Regions from separate parts of the Drosophila melanogaster genome. Here region 2 is linked to region 1. Evidence: chromatin contacts called from public Hi-C data. All regions are on one chromosome and are shown on one strand. Each heading gives the region's core, a stretch centred on a gene start, on an enhancer-like site or on the middle of the called end of the contact. The rest is flanking DNA. Distances are from core to core; before and after follow the strand shown.

What was found. A called contact is a pair of places that touch in the nucleus more often than the background predicts.
Region 2: a Hi-C map of the Kc167 cell line shows a contact between it and region 1, with 2.4 times the contacts expected there. The contact joins the promoter of lawc here to the promoter of lncRNA:CR45531 in region 1. A contact is called at or near these places in 5 of 107 Hi-C or Micro-C datasets (the Kc167 cell line, eye imaginal disc and pre-blastoderm embryo) and 1 of 6 datasets of contacts at active chromatin or transcription factors (the Kc167 cell line).

The regions. Positions count from the first base shown.
Region 1 is chrX:6,856,024-6,862,573 of dm6, reverse strand. It overlaps lncRNA:CR45531 (long non-coding RNA:CR45531), which reads right to left and starts at 2,235. Exons shown (of 1, transcript NR_123816.1): 1 at 1-2,235. The region is part of intron 2 of CG14434; the gene reads left to right.
Region 2 is chrX:8,406,654-8,413,195 of dm6, reverse strand. lawc (leg arista wing complex) reads left to right here and starts at 1,538. Exons shown (of 4, transcript NM_001258650.2): 1 at 1,538-3,533; 2 at 4,418-4,677; 3 at 4,750-4,808; 4 at 4,872-5,188. The coding sequence starts at 3,222. The coding sequence ends at 3,443. It overlaps Trf2 (TATA box binding protein-related factor 2), which reads right to left and starts at 3,924. Exons shown (of 10, transcript NM_206654.2): 1 at 3,832-3,924; 2 at 2,507-2,919. It overlaps PIG-T (Phosphatidylinositol glycan anchor biosynthesis class T), which reads left to right and starts at 5,933. Exons shown (of 2, transcript NM_132247.4): 1 at 5,933-6,401. The coding sequence starts at 6,227.

The DNA of each region.
Region 1 (6,550 bases), core at 986-3,485:
CGGAGCGATGATGGGAAAGAGAGGGACATACCCAGATAAGCAAGTCGTGTAAAGTTGCGTTATAATGCTTGTTATAAAATAAACACATTTTTTCGGTTTGATGAATTTCTTAATTGGGTAAAAATTGTAATACCAAACAAAATGGGATTAGATGGTGTTCTACAAAAAATTGCAGTTATGTTCATAAGGGGGTGGTTTAATCAAAATTGCGAATAGAGTACGCGATTACCACGTGGCACGCACACAATGACACACATTTTAACGGATTTAACTCCAAAACAAAATCAACATGACACAAAATATTTAAATGATTAGAAATAACTTAAGACTTTAGACGGATTCGAGGATTTTGAAGAAATAAAAGTCTCTATATAGTCAAAGATTAAAACAATGTGAGAAATACAAACATATTGTAATTTAACCCAAGTATTATTGTACTTTTACATGAAATACTGTTTTTATCCAGAAAACGATCATAACAATACTTTCCTAGGTCTCGATTAGATGACTAATAGAGTATGACATTAACCCACTGCTAAAAATACTAGCAGACAATGAAAAAAAACCTTAGATCGCTGATCCCCGAAGAACTTTATCGGTGGTGGCGATCTCTTTTATCTATCGAAATCTTGGCAGTATATGCTTTTCTCTTATTTTTATTTTGAGGGCAGCCCGCAGAGACCTTAATGGGTTAACGGTTAGATATTTGTGAGTGTGTGTGCGTTGGCATTATTTTTTGGTATGCCCGTCTCGCTTGCACGCGTGCTCTTCTGCTGAAAAACTTGTTGTGGCTGCAAACGAAACGAAATGAAACGAAACAAAACGACGCGTTGCGAAGCGGGGCCTTTCCGTTCGCGACCGCTCGAGAGTGTTCTCCCCTCTCACACTCCCGCTCTCCTTATCACACTCTTCGTAAACTCTGGAGATTAAAGAGCACAGTGCCTGTGTGTGTGAGCAAGCGAGCGCGTTGCGCAAGGCCAGCCCGTTTAGCGGTGCGGGTGCGAGCGAGACAGCAGCTGGCCCAGTATTATATTTTGTGTTTTTTCGCTCGACCCCCCGAAAGACGCCCCACTCCCATCGCCACGCCCCTCCGCCTCCACCCGGCACTCGTATTAAATGCACATACATATTTACCCGTTCAAATATCTACATACATGTATGTACATATGTATGTATATTTATCCATAGATACACGCATACATACATATGTACATACATATCTATGCAGGTCTATGATGTTTAAGTATAGGATTTACTGCACATCTGTTTGTTTATATTGTAATTGTGAGGAGCTCCTTCGACATTATTACGAATTGAAAGAATTGTTGATCTTTTCAACCGCTTTTAAGAGGAAAAGAATAGTAACATTTGTATAACAAATTATATTACATACATGTATGTACATATGTATGTATGTATACAAATTTGCGATCATGAGTAGTTTTCATGAAAACCTCTATTAATAGATGCTCTTATACACATTAAAAAAAACTAGTAGTAGGATTAAAATGCTCACATTAAATAAGATGGTTCTTAAATGCAAATTTTGAGTAAATGAAATTCTCTTTTTCAATAGAAGTCGTTAGGAATTTAGATATGTATGTATGTATGTATGTGCATGTATGTATGCATAATACATTACAATGAGTTCGATTCCCGGAAAACGGGAATTTCCGAGCTGAGTGTACAACAAATATCCGGTCAATACAGCGTTTTTTCGGTTGATTGATAACTTTGCTCGGGAAAAGTTCGGGTTGTCTGTCCTCTCCTCTCTTTCGATGCCACCCCTACGACCTCTCTCATTCTCCTTTCCGCCGTATTCTTGGTGTAAATTTAACTCGTTTCTCGCTTTGCTTCATTGCCGCCGATTTTAGTTTGCTATTGTCTTCTTATTTGTTTGCGATTTCATTTTCTTTGCTCTTTTTCCTATTCTTTCTTCCCAACTGCCATCGGCCTCCTCCTCCTCCGCGCATTCATCCCCTTTTCCTTTTGTTTGTTTTTGCATTTACCTTGCTTTGATTCTTGCTTCATACTCTTCTTATTTTTTTTTTTTTTCGCCTAACCAACAAAAACAACGCACAGACAACAAGAACAACAACCCGTTATGACTATGACTTTCAGGTGTGCTTCTGCCCCTCCCTTTCCACGCTCCTCCCGAACATCTCTTCTGCCTATCGCTTTCTATGCCCTCCGCACCCACCGCATCTGTGCTCCACGACTCCCACTTTTTTGCTCGCTCTTCGTTTGTCGGCGACAGCGACGTCGACGTTTTCGTCATCTGTGCCTTGCGCTTTTCATTCGTCGCTCGTTGGTTGCTGTTGTAGCATTTGTTTTTGTTTTATTATTGTTATCAATATTATAGCATTTCTGAAGTGGAGCTAAGTGCCCTCCCAGTAAGTCGGTTGGCATATTGGTTGGCAAGAAATTTTTGGGATATCGTTAAGAATATCTTCTTAATGTATGCTTTTTATGCTTAAACGATATTTTTCAACTATAAATATTAAGGTATTCTGAGTAAAGTTCTTGCTCTTAAATGATATTGTTAGAATTTGAAAAAAAGGAATACACATTAAATAGGAATGGATTCTATTGAAAAAATAAGCCATAAATGTAACATTACATTGAACGTGAAAAGCTTCGGGTTATGTGTGAAAAGGCAATGTTAAGTACTCAAAAGTCTGGGCTCAACATTCCCTGAGCGACCTTGACATGTAGGGCACTCAATGCTCCGGCTGGCCGGCACTGAAATGCTTCCCCCCTCCATCAAGTGAAGTCGACGAGTCTGAAAGCCAAAGTCTGTCGTGGGCTTTTTGTCGTCATCGTTGTCATTGCATTGCTTAGATTTCTGCAGCGCAGAATTTACAAATTTCAGGAATAATATTCAGCTATTATTATTATTAGTATTATTATTATTATTTTTATTGTCATTGTGGTTGTATCAAATGTTTTTGTTTTGCAATTTTTTCCCATTCCGAATTCCGAGGCCACCACAACAAAGCAATGAAAATACACAGCAAAAACACTTCCGCATGCTACAACTGTGTGTGTGTGTGTGTACGTGTGTGTTTGTGGAAGTGAGCTGATAACATAAACACACGCACACAGCCGAGAAGACAGGTGTCGATTGATAAGAGAGTTTCGGAGATGTTTCAGCTGCACTTCGATCTGAGCCATGTACATACATATGTATGTATGTATGTATCAAGCTTGAAATACATACATAGCTACATACACATACACATGGAGATTTGTGAAGCACAATCCAGTCAAATCCAATAAAATATGTAACACTAATATTAGAGTACGAATATAAAATTTAAAATGGGTAGGGCGATTAATGAAATCACCGGGGATTTTCTAGATTTCTTGGGATTTTTGCAAGCCAGTCGAAGTGGAAATCTCAGGAGATTTTGGTTGACACCCCGTTATACATAGTTATAAATAAACCCCTTTTGGTTGTGTGCGTGTGGGTGGGAGATTAGCGAAATCGGCAGAGGTAAATTCCGCAATAAAGCTGACGGCAGCGACGTCGACGCAGCTTTTTTTCTCCATCACTTTTTACATACCGATTTGGTTTTGGTTTTAGCTTTATTTTCTGTTTGGTTCGCTTTGCGGTTGGTCTTTTTTGGGCTTCTATCTACCTCCTTGTCCTTCCAGGGTTTCTCTCCTGTGCCACTTATGTATCTTCCTTTCTATTTTTGCCTATTCACGCTGGTAAATTAGAAGGAGAAAACGGAGACGAAAAAAGGGTGTGCTTATTAGAATCGAAAGAAGGGAAACAACAAAAGAAAAATATAAAAAAAAACTTCGCAAAGTAGAAGAAAAATGGGATGAAGTACAGTTAGTCAGCGCTTTCGTAGTTTCTCTCGATCAGGGCTGCCACCGTATGACGTGGCAACTCTGTTTTCACTTCTCGCATTTTGCAATTAACATTGCGATTATTCTTGCAATCCGTTTTGCTTAAATTCCACACTCACATATACATTTGTATGTAAATATAGTAGATTTGTGTGACGTTTCACATACACATACATATGTACATATTAATGTACATATAAGTAATTATATTTGTGCATTGTTGTTGGATGGGATGATTCATAAATTATGGAATTTTACATGCCCACATTTTCAGATAATAAGAAAGCAAGATTAGCTGTCATCAGTTGCTCAGTTCTTTAATTTTCGCCTTTTCTTCTTTGTATCATGTGTGAACAATGCCCACACTTCATAGAACTCAACCCAATTTAGGAATGCATAAATAAATAATTAAAAGATTTTTGGGTAAAAAACAAAATAGTTTCAAGATAATTGGATTAAAGAACATATCTACATATACATACATACATAAGTGATTCACTCAAATTCTTCAAATAAGCTTCATCAAATCAAAGACCAACAATTTTCTATGATTCAGTTGCTTATCAAGTGATATAACCAGAGATAAAAAAAAGTGGAATTTTTACGTAAGCGCCTGGTTTGAGATACATACCTATGTATGATCCCATATGCATAAAATTTGAGTTTCCAAGTTATAATACTTTCTATGAAGAACATTATTTAATCGATTTCGAGCACTTCAAAGTACATTAGAAATCACAATGTGATCGTTATAAGATACAGCGGGATACAGCAATAAACCAACCCTGTTGTCCTTTCCCATTATTATTGCGCATCCTTGAGATATGCGGCTACCTGATTAGACCGCGAGATCTATTCCGTCTGCACCCAAAGCTTGAAAATCCCTTTTTACCTGAAAAATATCCTAATTTTAAAGCAGCACTTATGTATTTCCCAAGCAATAAATTGCACATAAAATTGGAGATATGTATACATATGTATGTATATGCATGCAATTATGTAGGTAAGGTATTTTGAAGTGTAATAATATTGAAAAGATACATCTGTATACAAACATAGATACATATCTGTGTAGTGTGACAATTTATCTCGAAATATGAGATAAAAGTATCTACGAAATTATAAATGGATTTCAAACATTTTGTTGGGAACCAACTTGTACTTTTCGTTTTGTTTCCTCCCCTTTTTCGACCACTTTTTCAAATCATCGAGTGACTTACATATATAGAAATCCAAGCGTAAAAAGAAAATTGGGTTTTCATATGAACAAAATACACATACACACACACATACATATGTTCGTTTGTATTCAACATTGACTTTTGCCGTTCCTCATTGTATGTATATATGTATGTATAATGTTTGTATGTTTACTATTTCGTGTTTGTGGTAGATAAATAAATATGAAATATCCGACAGATATAGAAACTTATTTATACATATACATATATGTACATATGTATGTATATTTATATACATACACCCACTTATATGTATGTAAGCATCGGTGTGTGAGTGGATAGAGACATTTATATTTTATTTATTTGCACTGCAACTGCGAAGAAAGGCTAAAAGCAAAATTGCAAATAAAAGTCGAAGGTGATACGGGTGCGAAAGAGATGGAAAGAAAATGCGAGGGCGGCGGAATGGAAGAGAGGGGAAGATGGAGAAATAGCAGCTAATTTTTCCTTTGTATTATTATTTTTCCCCATTTATTTTGCTCCATCAAGACCTACGACAGCAAGGGTATATTAGCTATACCTATCAGATTTTCGATTTTAAATATTTTTAATATTAATATATGTATATTTTTAACATAAATATTAATATTCCCATCAAAATTGGTTTGAACCCGTTGATCGAACATATTTCAATGTGTTGCAGAGTATCCGAATGTTTTTAGCTTTATAGTGGTTTTTCAATTTGGTGCCATGCCAAAAGAAAAACTTAAGAAACAAGCATAGTGAAAAATATTGTCTAAAAGTCGTGGATTTTATACTCTACAAGTAAGTATCTAGTTTCCGGACTATGATACTATCCTTGAGACTTCACTGAAATGAAAAAGAATCAAGATAAAAACTAAGATACATTATATGTACATACATATACATATGTACATAGTAGCATTCTTAAGTCAAAGGTAATTAAAAATATTTATACACTTATTGGTATTCCTGTGTGTTTTTCCATTGAAGGATCGACAACCACTGTCCAGTTTCCATTATCCCCGATTCGCAAAGGTTAGGGTATGCCGAAAAATACAGAGTCCATTGAACTGCAGAGGAGGTTTGCGGAGGAAGGGGAAAGGGGGCTTAAGTGAGTTCAAAGGGGGTCTGCAATGGGCCAAAGGGTTGGCTGTGGGGGGTATACATGTACATATGTATACCCAGATACATGCAGATTTTTGGCTTCCACTTGTTGTGTGTGTCTTCCGCCCCCTCGTTCTCCACAATCGATTCCATTGAAAAATGTTGGGTGCCTAGGAACAAAGCGAAATATATGTATAGCTTATATGTATTTACACAAGCAAAATTGAAAAAAAAAAAATTAAAAAAAAAAAAAATGGAAGGAACGAACAAAATGAAGTCATAAAAGCCGGGGGAAAAGGAAATAAATAAAAATACCACCAAAAAAGCAAATAACAGAGAATTAATATTAAGCAAACGGACAACAACACAAAAAAGAACACCGA
Region 2 (6,542 bases), core at 289-2,788, 1.6 Mb before region 1:
GTGTATGTACATGTATGTACATACATATGTAAATGCGTAATGTTTACATATTATGGCAGGTGTTTACTTTTCTTAATGAGGGATAACGGAATCGGAATCTCTGGGTCGCCGCACATTCTACAGATAATTAAATAAAAAGGGCGTGAAACCAAAACAAGGCTTAGAAATACTACAAGCTGATACAGATACACCCAACCAGCACACACACATACACTAGAATTTAGCGATAACAACAAAATGCGGGCAACTTATTTATGCAGAAACAGTGAGAAAGAGCGAGAGGAGGGAGAGCATGAGATGATCAAGCCGGAAGTAAGGTTTTAAGAAAGAAGAGGAGTGTAACAGATTCATTTAACAGTAACAACAACAGCGATCGCTTACAGGTAGGGCATATGAAAGGTAGACAAACGAGAGACAGAAGAGCAAGGGTGGAAGGGAGAACTGCAAACTGCGATTTATTTAGGGATGTCTCTGTGTGCGCGCACTCATATGCACGTGCATTTGCATGTGTATTTGTGCCAGTCTGACCTCGTTGGCAAACTAAAAAAAATAATATTAAAGAGCATGAAAAAGTGTGGAACATGGCAGAGCGAATGAAGGCGGAAAAAAAGCCGCACCTAAAAAATCTATTACATCACTAGGGAAAATTGACACAAGTATTAGACATTTACATACACGCACACACAGAACCGTAAGCGTTTAAAGCGCACAAGTGTGTGCGTGAGTAAGCATGCTGAAAACGGAAGCGAATTGAGCATTGAAAAATACACTCATTTTGACCCCTTAAACATGTGAAATCCAATCAAAAGAGATAAGATAGTGGGGAAACAACATTATATGAACGACCACCAATGAAGGCTAAATACAGAGGTGGTCAAAAATACTTCAATACTGTAAATACTTTTGACCACCTCTGTATTTCAGCTAGTCATTGTATAATAGAATATGTTGAAAATGAGAAATATTCATTGATTTGTCTAAAATGTACGAAAGTGGCAAAAATCACATACATAAGTACTTGTTACTTTGAAAACAATATTTCTCCTATAGTTAACAGCGTATACCTGAAAGAAACCCTACAAAAAATATGATAAAATGCTTAAAAACCCACTCAATTTAACATTTGTGGGGGAAAACTTAAGCTATGCCGCAACAAAACCATAACTTGCGGAAACTACAAGTGCAAAAATGTACAAATATCGAGTAAAAACTGCCTAAAACCCCTCGTAAAATGATAAAATATCCAAACTAAATGAAATTTACGAACGAAGAGCAACATAAAAAATACAATCTAAGCCCATGGGCGACTACAACTACAACTGCTAGAAACTTCTTTTCAAAGGAAAGAAAAATCATTGAAATTATTCCCCGAAAACGAGAGCGAGACGGAGAGCGGCCGGCGACAAAGCGACAAGTGAGCGTGAGGCGAATTCAAGAGCCCAATACTCGCTCACACTCGCTTGGTTAACTTGGCGTGGGGACGTCGACGTCGGCAGCGTAGCGAAGTTTGTTGAAATTTTGAATGTGTGACAACGCGGTTCAGTCTGCCGCCAGCGCGGCCCGAAGCAGTGGTCTGTTACAAAAGTATATTACGATTTGCTGGCGAACACTCATCCACTGACTAACTCTCCCCCTCACCCTTTCGCCTTGTGGCTCTGGCTGCCCTGCCGCTGTTAGCGCTTTCATGTTAACGCACACTGTTAGATGGCGAATTCGATGCGAAAGGATAAAGATTTGCCGCTGGGGCAGCGAAAAAGAGAGAAAAAACACAGTGGGCAAGTGGTGCACTTTCCATAGAAGAGTGTTCCAATGTGCCCATTGTAAACCAACGATACTTTCTTACTATGACTTGTTCCACACAGCTCTGGGCCAAGAAAAGTAACTAGGAGCAAAAGAAGCAGCCCCGCGTGATGTCAGACGTCAGCCCGCCCACAAAACACACTCGAAAGGATTGAAAAATGCAGACATTTTTGTTTGGTTTTTAGCAACTCTCTTTTTTTTTTTTTGTTAATGTTTATTGGTTTCTTTTACGCACCGCTGAAATGTTAATAACAGCCCTCGTTACTGTTAAATGTTCACACTCTCTCTCTCTCATTTATTTCTTTGTGGTTTCAATGAAAGTGAGCTACAAAGCTGCAAATCGAAATTCGTAATGATTTTGAATTGATTGGACTTTTTGGACGAGAATTAGGAAAGGCGTTTGATTCTTAGTGGGGTGAACAAAGAAATATACAACTGAATAAAATATATATGAAATTTATGGAAAACGAGTTATGAAATGAGAGCGAGAGCTAGAGGAAGTGTGCGAGGGAGAGAGAGAGCAAGTTACATTATTTGCTTTGGCATTTCTTGGTACGTACGATTCGTACGATTTTCACTTAAAACTAGACTAGGCGTACAAGATGTGTTAACTATAGATACCACAAAATACAACTAAAACGAAATTCGAAGGGGGTAAAGAAAGAAAAATCAAAAGGTAAAAAGAATGAAATGAAAAAATTATCACCTTTTTTTGTGTAGTAGGTCGTCGTCTAGCTCTCCCTCCCTCTCACGATCTCTTTTGTGGCTGTGTTGCTGTCGCTGCCGCTACTCGCTCTCCCGCCTGCTCTCACTCTATATCGCTGCTGCGCTGTCTCTCTATTTATCTCTCTTTCTATCCCGTTGCCTTGCAGCGGAGCTCTGCTGCCGTCTCGCTTGCACTTGGGCTCCGCTGCTTTGCTTCAGCCGCTGAATTCGCAGTTAAGTTTTCGCTGCTCTCTGTGTCTCTTTCTGCTGCTGCTTTTGTGGTTCTTATGTTTTTGTTTTCGATTCGGATTGTAGAATCTTTTGGATTTTGCACACTTTTGGTTGATATTTCTTTAGGTTTCTCTTTGTTTTTTTTTTTTTTGGCTTGTGATCTTTTTTAGTTAAAACTCTAAACTGAGACAGGGGAGGAAAACAATGAGGGTTCGTCTAAATTTGGAGCAAGCAAGTCACACACAGCCAGGCGCGGCGGCGAATTCGGGCATATCGACTCGAGTTGCGGCGAGAGCGAACGCGGCGAACAACGGACAACACTGTGGCATTGGCAATGGCAGCGCTTGTCGCCCGCCTTCACTTCAGTGTGTGAGTCGCGATAAACGCGAGCGAAACGGGCGGCGCAACTGAAATCGCGTACCGACTGGCGCAGACACGCACACCACCGCACAACAGCGCGTATACGTATACGGGCGAGAGAGCGCATGCTCTCCGCCACACACACGCGGTCAACGTTTTCTCCGCTTTGTGGCGCCGCGCAAGTTTTGTCGCAGCAGCAAACACGCAATAAAAGTTCAAAAACAGTTGAAGTATACCGCGACGCGAGTAAAAATCTTTCCTTCGACGTCGTCTCTGTTCGTTGTAGTAGTTGTTGTTGCTGCTGTTGTTCTTGTTGCTGCTACTGCCGCTGCTTAACGTTTCTATAGTGTGTTCCGTTCCGCGAATTCTCATGTGCATTTATGAAGATATACATATATATATATATACATATATCTGCATATATGACTGACCAAAAGGTAAAACAACGGCAACAAATAAAAACAGTATACAAATTGTTGTCAAATATAGTGATAAAAAGAACCCCCACCCGCGGTAGTTCGATCGCTGTTTTGTTTAAATTAATCTGCATATCATGTTGTGCGGCGGCTGCATTTCATTTATTTTTTGCTCGCTGAAGAAGAACTTGCTTGCTCCAAAAGAATTAACAAAAAAAAATATATCTGCGTTTCGGCGCTGCGTCGACGGCATTGTTATTTCGTTCGTATTGTTGTTAAGTGTGAGTAGTAGTAGTAGTTGTTGTTGTTGTTTCGCTACCAGAGCTGAATAATGTAGTTGACCAAAAATTTTGAGAGCACAAGTCTGAGCACACACGATACGTCTTCTTCGTTTGGCCGTTTCACTTTGAGCAGCGTGACCGTGGTGCGTCGCTATAATATGCCCCGCGAGCCGTGTGCGTATGCACTAACGCGTGCGGTAGAATGCCGCGAAAAAATACTAAAAAAAAATCCAAACCGAATACCATGTGGTGGAAACGGACTCGCGCGTTGCATTTGCTGCACTTTCCCGTTTAAATATATTTACCCGTTTGATTATAAGATAAGGGTTACATTTTGTGCAAATATACGCTTGCCAATGTTTTTGAAAAGTAATATAAACAATTTTATGGTGCGCAGACAGCAGAAAAAATATGCTGCAAAAATACCAACTTGCTGGCTATCAGAGACTCGAACCTTCTAGTGCAAATCAGCTGTGATCGATGTTTTTTTCCATTAAATTGGCACGTTTATTTAAAATTGTTTATGCATTTAGTTTAGGTACATGAATGTTACATGGGACTTTTACAGAGTGGCTAAAACATATATACATACAATATATACATATACAACAATTTGAATTGCAGATTCTCCACCGCTCTGGATATGCGAACAAAGTCCTTAGCTGCAGCGACATTAGTTTAAATTTCAAGCCGGCTATCGCATGGTGATTCCACCTGCACGTGCAAAGCGCGACTGTGGATATCGCAGGACGAGAGTCGCGTCTTCTCCTGCGAGGAGCAACTGCATCATAATCATAGCCACAGATTGAAAAGACCGAAAGCAGATGCAAGCTCAACGACAGGACTAAGAATCGGAAGCAAAACTTCCCCAAAGCAATGGCACAGTAAGTAGACAAGTGCTGCGCTTTCAAGAAGATGAGCACTTTAATCAAAACCATTTCGAAATTCTTGTTTAGATACACCCGGAAACGCAAAAGAAAGAAATTTAAAGAGCTGAAAGCCCCGTGGACTTCATGTAAGCTGCTTACAATAAGCTGCCTTTTTAGATGCACTAAAAAAAAACTACTTTTGCTTATAGGAACCCAGGTGCAACAAATAATTTCAAGGAGAAGATGTTTTTGTGGTCAAAAACGTGCAGATGACTTCTAAGAAGTTGGAAAATCATGTATTTACTCGGAAAGAAGCCAGAACTGAAGTAGCATACTTATTAGTATTATCAAATGATGAGTTTTTTCATCATAGTTTTAGTTCTATATTTATAGAAAAAAAAAACTTTCCTTGTTACTTTTAGTTTTTTCATTTGAAAGACTGCCGTTGACTTTTTCATTTTATTCGCGTGCATATTAAATATGTGTGTTAAATATACATAATAATAAATGATCGCTGTGTTTATGCACTTGCTTTGTTTTCACTCTTTATTTATTTATATTTATTCTTTTTGATTAACTATAGATTGTTTTAAAAAGGTATAAACGACGTTTAAAATTTTTATCCTGGACATAAACCAATGATTAAGCGGTGTTCCACACCCATGAGTATTATGTAGTATTTTTCACAGTATATACGGTATATAAAACGGTCAGCCAGAAAACGGTCTGTCTAATCGTTAATTTCTATGTTAATAAAATTTGAGTATTAAAATACATCGAAAGTGCAGTTTTTTTTTGTCCACTTTTTCCTTTATTTCTAACTTTTCACTAAGAATTCCAATAAATTGTTTTATCTTTCTCTCGATTCCCTATTCCTTCTTTCGCTGTCCGAGCATTATTTGTTATACCTTATTCGCGTTTTCTCTTTGGGTGTACGCCAAATTTTTGGCGGGCTCACGATTCCGTAAGATTGCAGCTACTTTATTTCGCTTTTTCCTTTATTACTCACTTTTGATGATGCTCGATTTTGGCGCGCTTTCTCATTTATGGTGCTTTAGTTGTAAGCCCAACTCGTGGATGTGGTGGATTTTTTGCTTTGGTACAAATTCTTTTTAACAGACTTCTCAGCGATAACGCATTTGACAATTATATTTTGAATCAAATGCACGTTACAAACAATAACATGTGTGACCAATGTAACGTTATCGATAACGTATCCCACAAGTTATACAACACTGCTAGGCAGCACTTTCCAGCCCTGGAAAAATACCAAGACATCTACCATCTCTCTAAAAACGAAAACATCAAAGATTTACTACACCAAATTAAAATAAACTTATAAATCTTTGCAACCTTAAGTCCGTGGCAATTTCCATTTTGCATTTCCATATCCGGCTGGCCAAATAATTCCACGACATTTACGGATGTCGCGGTAACCTAAACACAAAAAAAATAAATAAATATAAATAAAATAAAATAAAATACATTAAAACGGATCATCAGCTGTCGTTAGAACCGAAACGGACTAAGGGCGGAGGAACTGGCACTGAACCTATGGGCCAGCATGTATCCGGTGGCGTTTGTCTTGCTGCTGCTGGTTGCACCTAATGCCGACGCGAATTTGGGACGCGATGACGAACGATTCCACGAGGAGCTAGTGGTTCGTCCATTGTCCGGCGACCATGTCAACACCTACTTTCAGTTCACCACGCGCTGGCACTACGGCGAAAAGGATAATCGTGAGTTTTTTCAGCGGCCGAAGTCCGCATCATTGCGATTGCAAAAATGGGGCGGGAATCTCACCCACCGGCATACGAAAATACAGGCCATTGCATGCCGAAAGGTGTTCCTACATATATGTATACATATGCGCCCCATTG